Regions from separate parts of the Mus musculus genome. Here region 1 is linked to region 2. A link is a contact called in public HiChIP or PLAC-seq data. All regions are on one chromosome and are shown on one strand. The core of a region is the stretch at or near the end of the contact, and the rest is flanking DNA. Distances in the headings are between cores, read along the strand shown. Region 1 overlaps Eif4g3 (eukaryotic translation initiation factor 4 gamma, 3). Region 2 overlaps Ece1 (endothelin converting enzyme 1).

What was found. HiChIP or PLAC-seq counts read pairs in DNA pulled down with a chosen protein or histone mark.
Region 1: an HNF4G HiChIP or PLAC-seq map of pancreatic cancer cells shows a contact between it and region 2. The contact joins two enhancer-like sites. A contact is called at or near these places in 1 of 15 datasets of contacts at CTCF or cohesin (large pre-B cells), 2 of 484 Hi-C or Micro-C datasets (bone marrow-derived macrophages and nephron progenitors), 1 of 115 datasets of contacts at active chromatin or transcription factors (pancreatic cancer cells) and 1 of 9 other capture datasets (embryonic stem cells).

Annotation. Positions count from the first base shown.
Region 1 is chr4:138,076,696-138,079,395 of GRCm38.p6, forward strand. The region is part of intron 3 of Eif4g3 (eukaryotic translation initiation factor 4 gamma, 3); the gene reads left to right. Among named protein-coding and RNA genes, the nearest start is that of 1700095J12Rik, 60 kb to the right of the region's middle. Within about 2 kb of position 1,421, at least 66 of the 459 cell types and tissues checked have an H3K27ac peak or open chromatin away from gene starts, as enhancers often do. A contact at or near this core is called in pancreatic cancer cells, where this site is marked.
Region 2 is chr4:137,953,935-137,956,634 of GRCm38.p6, forward strand. It overlaps Ece1 (endothelin converting enzyme 1), which reads left to right. Exons shown (of 19, transcript NM_001369179.1): 15 at 2,524-2,634. Among named protein-coding and RNA genes, the nearest start is that of Eif4g3, 38 kb to the right of the region's middle. Within about 2 kb of position 1,362, at least 55 of the 459 cell types and tissues checked have an H3K27ac peak or open chromatin away from gene starts, as enhancers often do. A contact at or near this core is called in pancreatic cancer cells, where this site is marked.

The sequences.
Region 1 (2,700 bases), core at 171-2,670, 120 kb after region 2:
GAGTGGTAGAGCGTGTTGGAGCGTGTTTGCTGTCCTGCTGCTTTCATACTTTGGTCTTAGCTTGTGATGCATGAGTGTGTAGGGGGTTTTTTTGTTTTGTTTTTTGTTTTTTGTTTTTTTTAGTTTTTGTTTTTGTTTTGTTTTTTCCAAGACAGGGTTTCTCTGTGTAGCCCTGGCTGTCCTGGAACTCACTTTGTAGACCAGGCTGGCCTCAAACTCAGAAATTCCCCTGCCTCTGCCTCCCAAGTACTGTGATTAAAGGCGTGCGCCACCACTGCCTGGCTATGAGTGTGTTTATATGTATGCACTCACACAGTTGTGGGCGTCAGTTCTCTTCTTCCACCGTGGGTTCTGGAGACCCAGGTTGTCAGCAAGCACCTTTGTCTGTTCACCCATCTTGCCTTCTAGTTCTCCTTAGTATACTATTTATCCTCTTCACCTTTGTCCAGGTTCCCTGCAGGTACCACACTTGAGCCTTTAGCTGAGTCTTACTGCTTTAACACATCTGAGGACAGCACTTCGTTGAGCTTCTTCTGTTTTAGGATTTTAGTCTGGCCCTAAAACCTTGTTCTTCTACCTCACATCATTCTGACTGTGGAGTGTCCTGTCCAGTTCCTGCCCTGTGCACCCCGCCCTCCCTCCACCTCTGTTGGTTCCAGCCTAGGTGGCTTGCTCTCCTGTGTCAGGACTGTGCTCCATGATGCTCTTTGTTGTGTGTCCCCAAGACGCTGCTCTCCTTTCCCTGATGACTGGCAGGAAGGTCATTGCTTGCTAAGTAGTCACTGTTGGACCTGCTTGGAAACCTCCAGTGACGTTCTCGCCTTTGGACATTCTTGCTACTTCTACTTCTCCACATAGCCCCCTCCACAGTTGGCTTTTTCTAGGTGTTTCGTGACTTGTGAATCAGTTGTGCCGCTGATACACCCTTTCCTTCTGTCTCACTGCTCTCAACAACCAATCAGAATTCTATACACTGCTGGATTGCTTCTCTTACTCTGACCTGAGGAAGAAGACTTTGGGAACCAAATACTGACTACTGGTGATGGAATGAGCATCTTCATGGGAAAGGGAAGCAGCTTTGCTCTAGAGCAGTGCCTTAGGGATGCGTTTGTTGTGTGCAGATGCACAGGCCTGGTTCTTGCCTCCCTGGTGGATAGGGTGTGGCCATGTTGAGTATTGCCAGCCTGGCAGGCTGCTAGTTTCTGTATCACTAAGGACTTGATGGGGCAGAGCCCTGATGTTCTTAAGCTGGTCTCTATCATACACATCAAAATGGGTGTCATTTTGGGCATCGTAGGAAACTGACTTGGTGGTGGGAATGGGGAAAGCAGCAGAAAGTTATGGTATGGTAGTTGTGGAGAGCCAGGGGTGGGTGACTCAGCTCTTCTCTGGGCCTGCTCATGTGATATCTGTTTATCCTCAGGGTGAGTTCTCTAGGAGTCGCATTACACAGGAGGCAATGTTGACTTAGCCTGCTCATCCATGGTCTAAATATAACTTGTGTGGGTATTGTTTTGTTTTTATATTTTGTTTAGTTTTGCAAGATGGAAGTCATATTGGAGACTTATTGAGTGCTTTCCTTTCTAAATGATTGTATCTTCCTCCTATACACTCTGGCTCTACTGTTAGTATTGTGGTGGGATATTTAAATACAAAGAGCAGTGGAAGATAGCGGTCGGTCGTATTCTCTAAAGGCAATTCGGGAGGTACCTTGTCATGTGTTTTCTACTCATGGCCTTTTATTGCAATCACTGGTGCAACCTTGTGGAGAAGTGCACGTACGTTGTTCTGACTGTCCTTGCTACTGAGTCCTGTGAGTCTCGGGTTCTCCCCTGTGCAGAGAATTTCTGAGCCATGCGCTGAGTGTTTAGCGTGTCCACCATGATCACAACGCCTTTGAGGGCAGAAGCTCTGAGCAGCCCGAGCTCATAATCACACTTGCATATTCGTCTGGGAAACAGGGAGTCTTTGTCGTGGTTGACACTTCTTTTTGACACTTGGGTGCCCCTGCTCTCAGAGGTTCAGCACAAGTGCCCCCCTAACCTGAGCCCTGTATCATCCTGAAGGGCAGAGGGTGCCTGGATTCCTTAAGAAGGAAGCGCAGTGTCCTGGCTGCCTGGCGCTTGGCTGCCTGTGCTTGACTGCTCGCTTCCACCACGCACAGTGCCTGGTGCTGATGAGAAGACAACACACCAAGAACTGCGCACTTGCATTTCCAGAGTTGTTGTTGTCCTACTTAGAGGCAGGAGGCGCTTTATGTGCCCGTGCCTGGCCTGGAACTCACTACGTACCCCAGGCTGGCCTTGGATTCACAGAGATCTACCTGCTTTTGCCTCCTTAGATCTGGGATTAGAGGTGTGTGTCACTACACCCAGTTCATTTCCTGTTTTAGAAGATGGTTAGTCAAAGCTGAGGAGCTGTGTCCCAGCATCACATGGTTAGACTACCCGCTGTGACTTCTGTGGCAGCACTTTCTAGTTAATGCAGTCCTTAGGAGTTTCGTGCTAGCCTAGAATGGCATTTTTATTGCATGTCTTGGGATTGATTTCACATAAGTGGGACCTGACTTGGACCCCATTTGAAAGGTGCCTCTGGTTTAGATGTGGTCCCTTATATACTCCTTTCTTAATCAATGGATCACATATTGGTCCTATTAGATTATTCAAATATCTGACCCTGGGGAAATAAGATGGCGGCTCA
Region 2 (2,700 bases), core at 112-2,611:
ATGGTTGTGAGCTGCCATGTGATAATGAGAACCAAATCCAGGTCCTCTGCCAGAGCAACAAGTGCAGTCAGCAGTGGTGGTGCACGCCTCTAATCCCAGCACTGGGGAGGCAGAGGCAGGCGGATCGGAGTTGAGGTCAGCCTGGTCTACAGAGTGAGTTCCAAAGTTTTGGAAAAACAAACAAACCAAAAATGTACAAAAAACAAGAAAGAAAAGAAAACAAACAAAAAAGTGCTCTTAACTGCTGAGCCATCTCTCTAGCTCCCATGAATCTTTTCTCGGTAGGTAGATAATTGAGTGGATGATAAAAACAGAGGTATTGATAAAAACAGAGGTTTACTGTTTTCAGGACCAGCTCTGGGGGTGGAATCAGCCTTTCTCTACAACTGTGCTCAGCCCCAGTCTCCTCAGCTTTCTTTATTTCTGGTTTAGCAGGCAGCTGGGTTCTCATGTCTGCCTCTATATCATCCACTCTAACAGTTTGCTTAAGAGTATATATAGAAAAGCCAGCCTCACACAGACAGCCAGTTAGGAAGTGGGAAGGTTTTTGTTGGTCGTGGTTTTTCTTTTGGATTTTTTTGGGACAGGGTCTCTCTACCTAGCCTTGGCTCTCCTGGAACTCATTATGTAGACCAGGCTGGCTTCAAACTCACAGAGATCTGCCCACCTTGGCCTCCCAAGTGCAGGAATTAAAAGTCTGTTCCACCATGCCCAGCAGGAAAGAGGAAGACTTTAATAGTTGTGCATAGTCTAATGCTTGTACATATTACTATCCCTTTTATAATAATAATAAAAAAAATTAGCTGGGTGGTTGTGGCTTATGCCTTTAATCCCAGCACTCAGGAGGCAGAGGTAGGCGAATCTTTGAGTTACCAGGCCAGCCTGATCTATAGAGGGACTTCCAAGACCTAGGGCAACAGATAGAAACTCTTTTTTCAGGGGGGTGGGGGAAGAACGAAAGAAAGAAAAGGATTTTTACCTATTTTACGCATGTATTTATTTTATGTATATATGTCTACCACACGCATGCAGTTCCTCTGGTGACCAGAAGAGAGCATCAGATCCCCTGGGACTGGATTTACGGGCCATTGTAAGCTGCCCTATGGCAGCTGGGACCTGAACCCAGGTCCTCTAGAAGGGCAGCCAGTGCTCTTAGTCACTGAGCCATCTCAGCCCACCCCAAGATTATTTTGAAACCTTACATTCTTGTCATGGGTAACAGATGACATCAGTTGTTTTCCCAGAGATTGTGAACTCACCCCACCCATCCACAAGAAAATGTGCAGTATCTGCTTGCACATGCCTGTGGTTTGTCAGCCACTCTGGAAAGGAAGCAGGATAAGAACTCTGATGCGCTTCGTGGGCGAGGCCCACCGGGTGACGCAGAGCAAGAGGCTTGTGCTGTGGGGGCTGGGCTTAGAGAGCCTCTCAGGGACATTCAGAGAGTGAGTGTGGCTTGTCGGTCTGGGTTTGAGGCTTGTTCCTAGAGGGGGTTTTCTGGCTTTGTTTGTTTGTTTGCACATGTGTGCTTATTTGCGTGTGTGGAGCTTACAGGGGGAGATGGAAGCATCTTCCTCCATTAGCTTCCATTCTGTTGAGGCAGGGTCTCCTTCTTGAACCCAGAGTCACTAGTCTAGCTAGCAAGCTCCAGATCTCTGATCCTGCTCCCCAGTCACCTGCCCGCTGCCTGTTTTGGGTTTTTTGTTGTTGTTGGTGGTGGTGGTGATGGTGGTGTTTTTTTTCTGGGGGTTGGGGGGGTTGAAACGCAAGTTCACGTCACCCACGTTGGCCTTGAACTCATTACGCAGCTGAGGAGGACTTTGCACTCCTGATCCTCCTGTCTCCACATCTTTGCTTTTGTTTTTCAAGACAAGGTTTCTCTGTGTAGCGCTGGATGTTCTAGAACTCGCTCTGTAGACCAGGCTGGCCTTGAACTCAGAGAGCCACCTGCCTCTGCCTGCCAAGGGCCTGGATTAAAGGTGTGTGCCACCACCTCCTGGCTCTGCCTCCACAATGATAGCATTTCAGGCAGCTTCTGTGGTTTTTGGTAGAGCACCTTTGAGGGCAGCCTTGGTCGGCATTTGAGAGCTGCTGCTAAAAGCATCTTGAGCCTGGCACTCAGATGTGTGACTGTAAGGATGGGATGGCGATGACCTTGACCTCTTGGTCCTTTGCTTCCTCTTGCCTGCATTACAGCGTGCACTGCCATCTGTTTTACACAGTGTTGGGAATTGAACCCAGGGCTTTGTACATCTTAAGACAAACACTCTTCCACTCTGACCCACATCCCTCAGCTCCCAAAAGCCACATTTGTTTGTTTGAGACAGTTTGTCTCTATGATGTAGCTCTGGCTGTCCTGGAACTGGCTCTGTAGACTGGGTGGGTGTCAAACTCACAGAGATCCACCTGCCCCTGCCTCTCAAAGTGTACCACGCCCAGCTTCCAGACCACGGTCTCTAAGCCACGTCCCCCTCCCCTTCCAGCAGGTTTGCGGGAGAGCTCACGTGTGCTTGTGGCTTGCAGGTGGAGTATGACGCCGCCCATGGTGAACGCTTACTACTCGCCCACCAAGAACGAGATCGTGTTTCCAGCTGGAATACTGCAGGCGCCATTTTATACCCGCTCTTCACCCAAGTAGGTTATGTCTTAGCCCAACCACTCCCCAGCCTCAGCAATCCCCAATCCAGTCTGGCCCAGAGC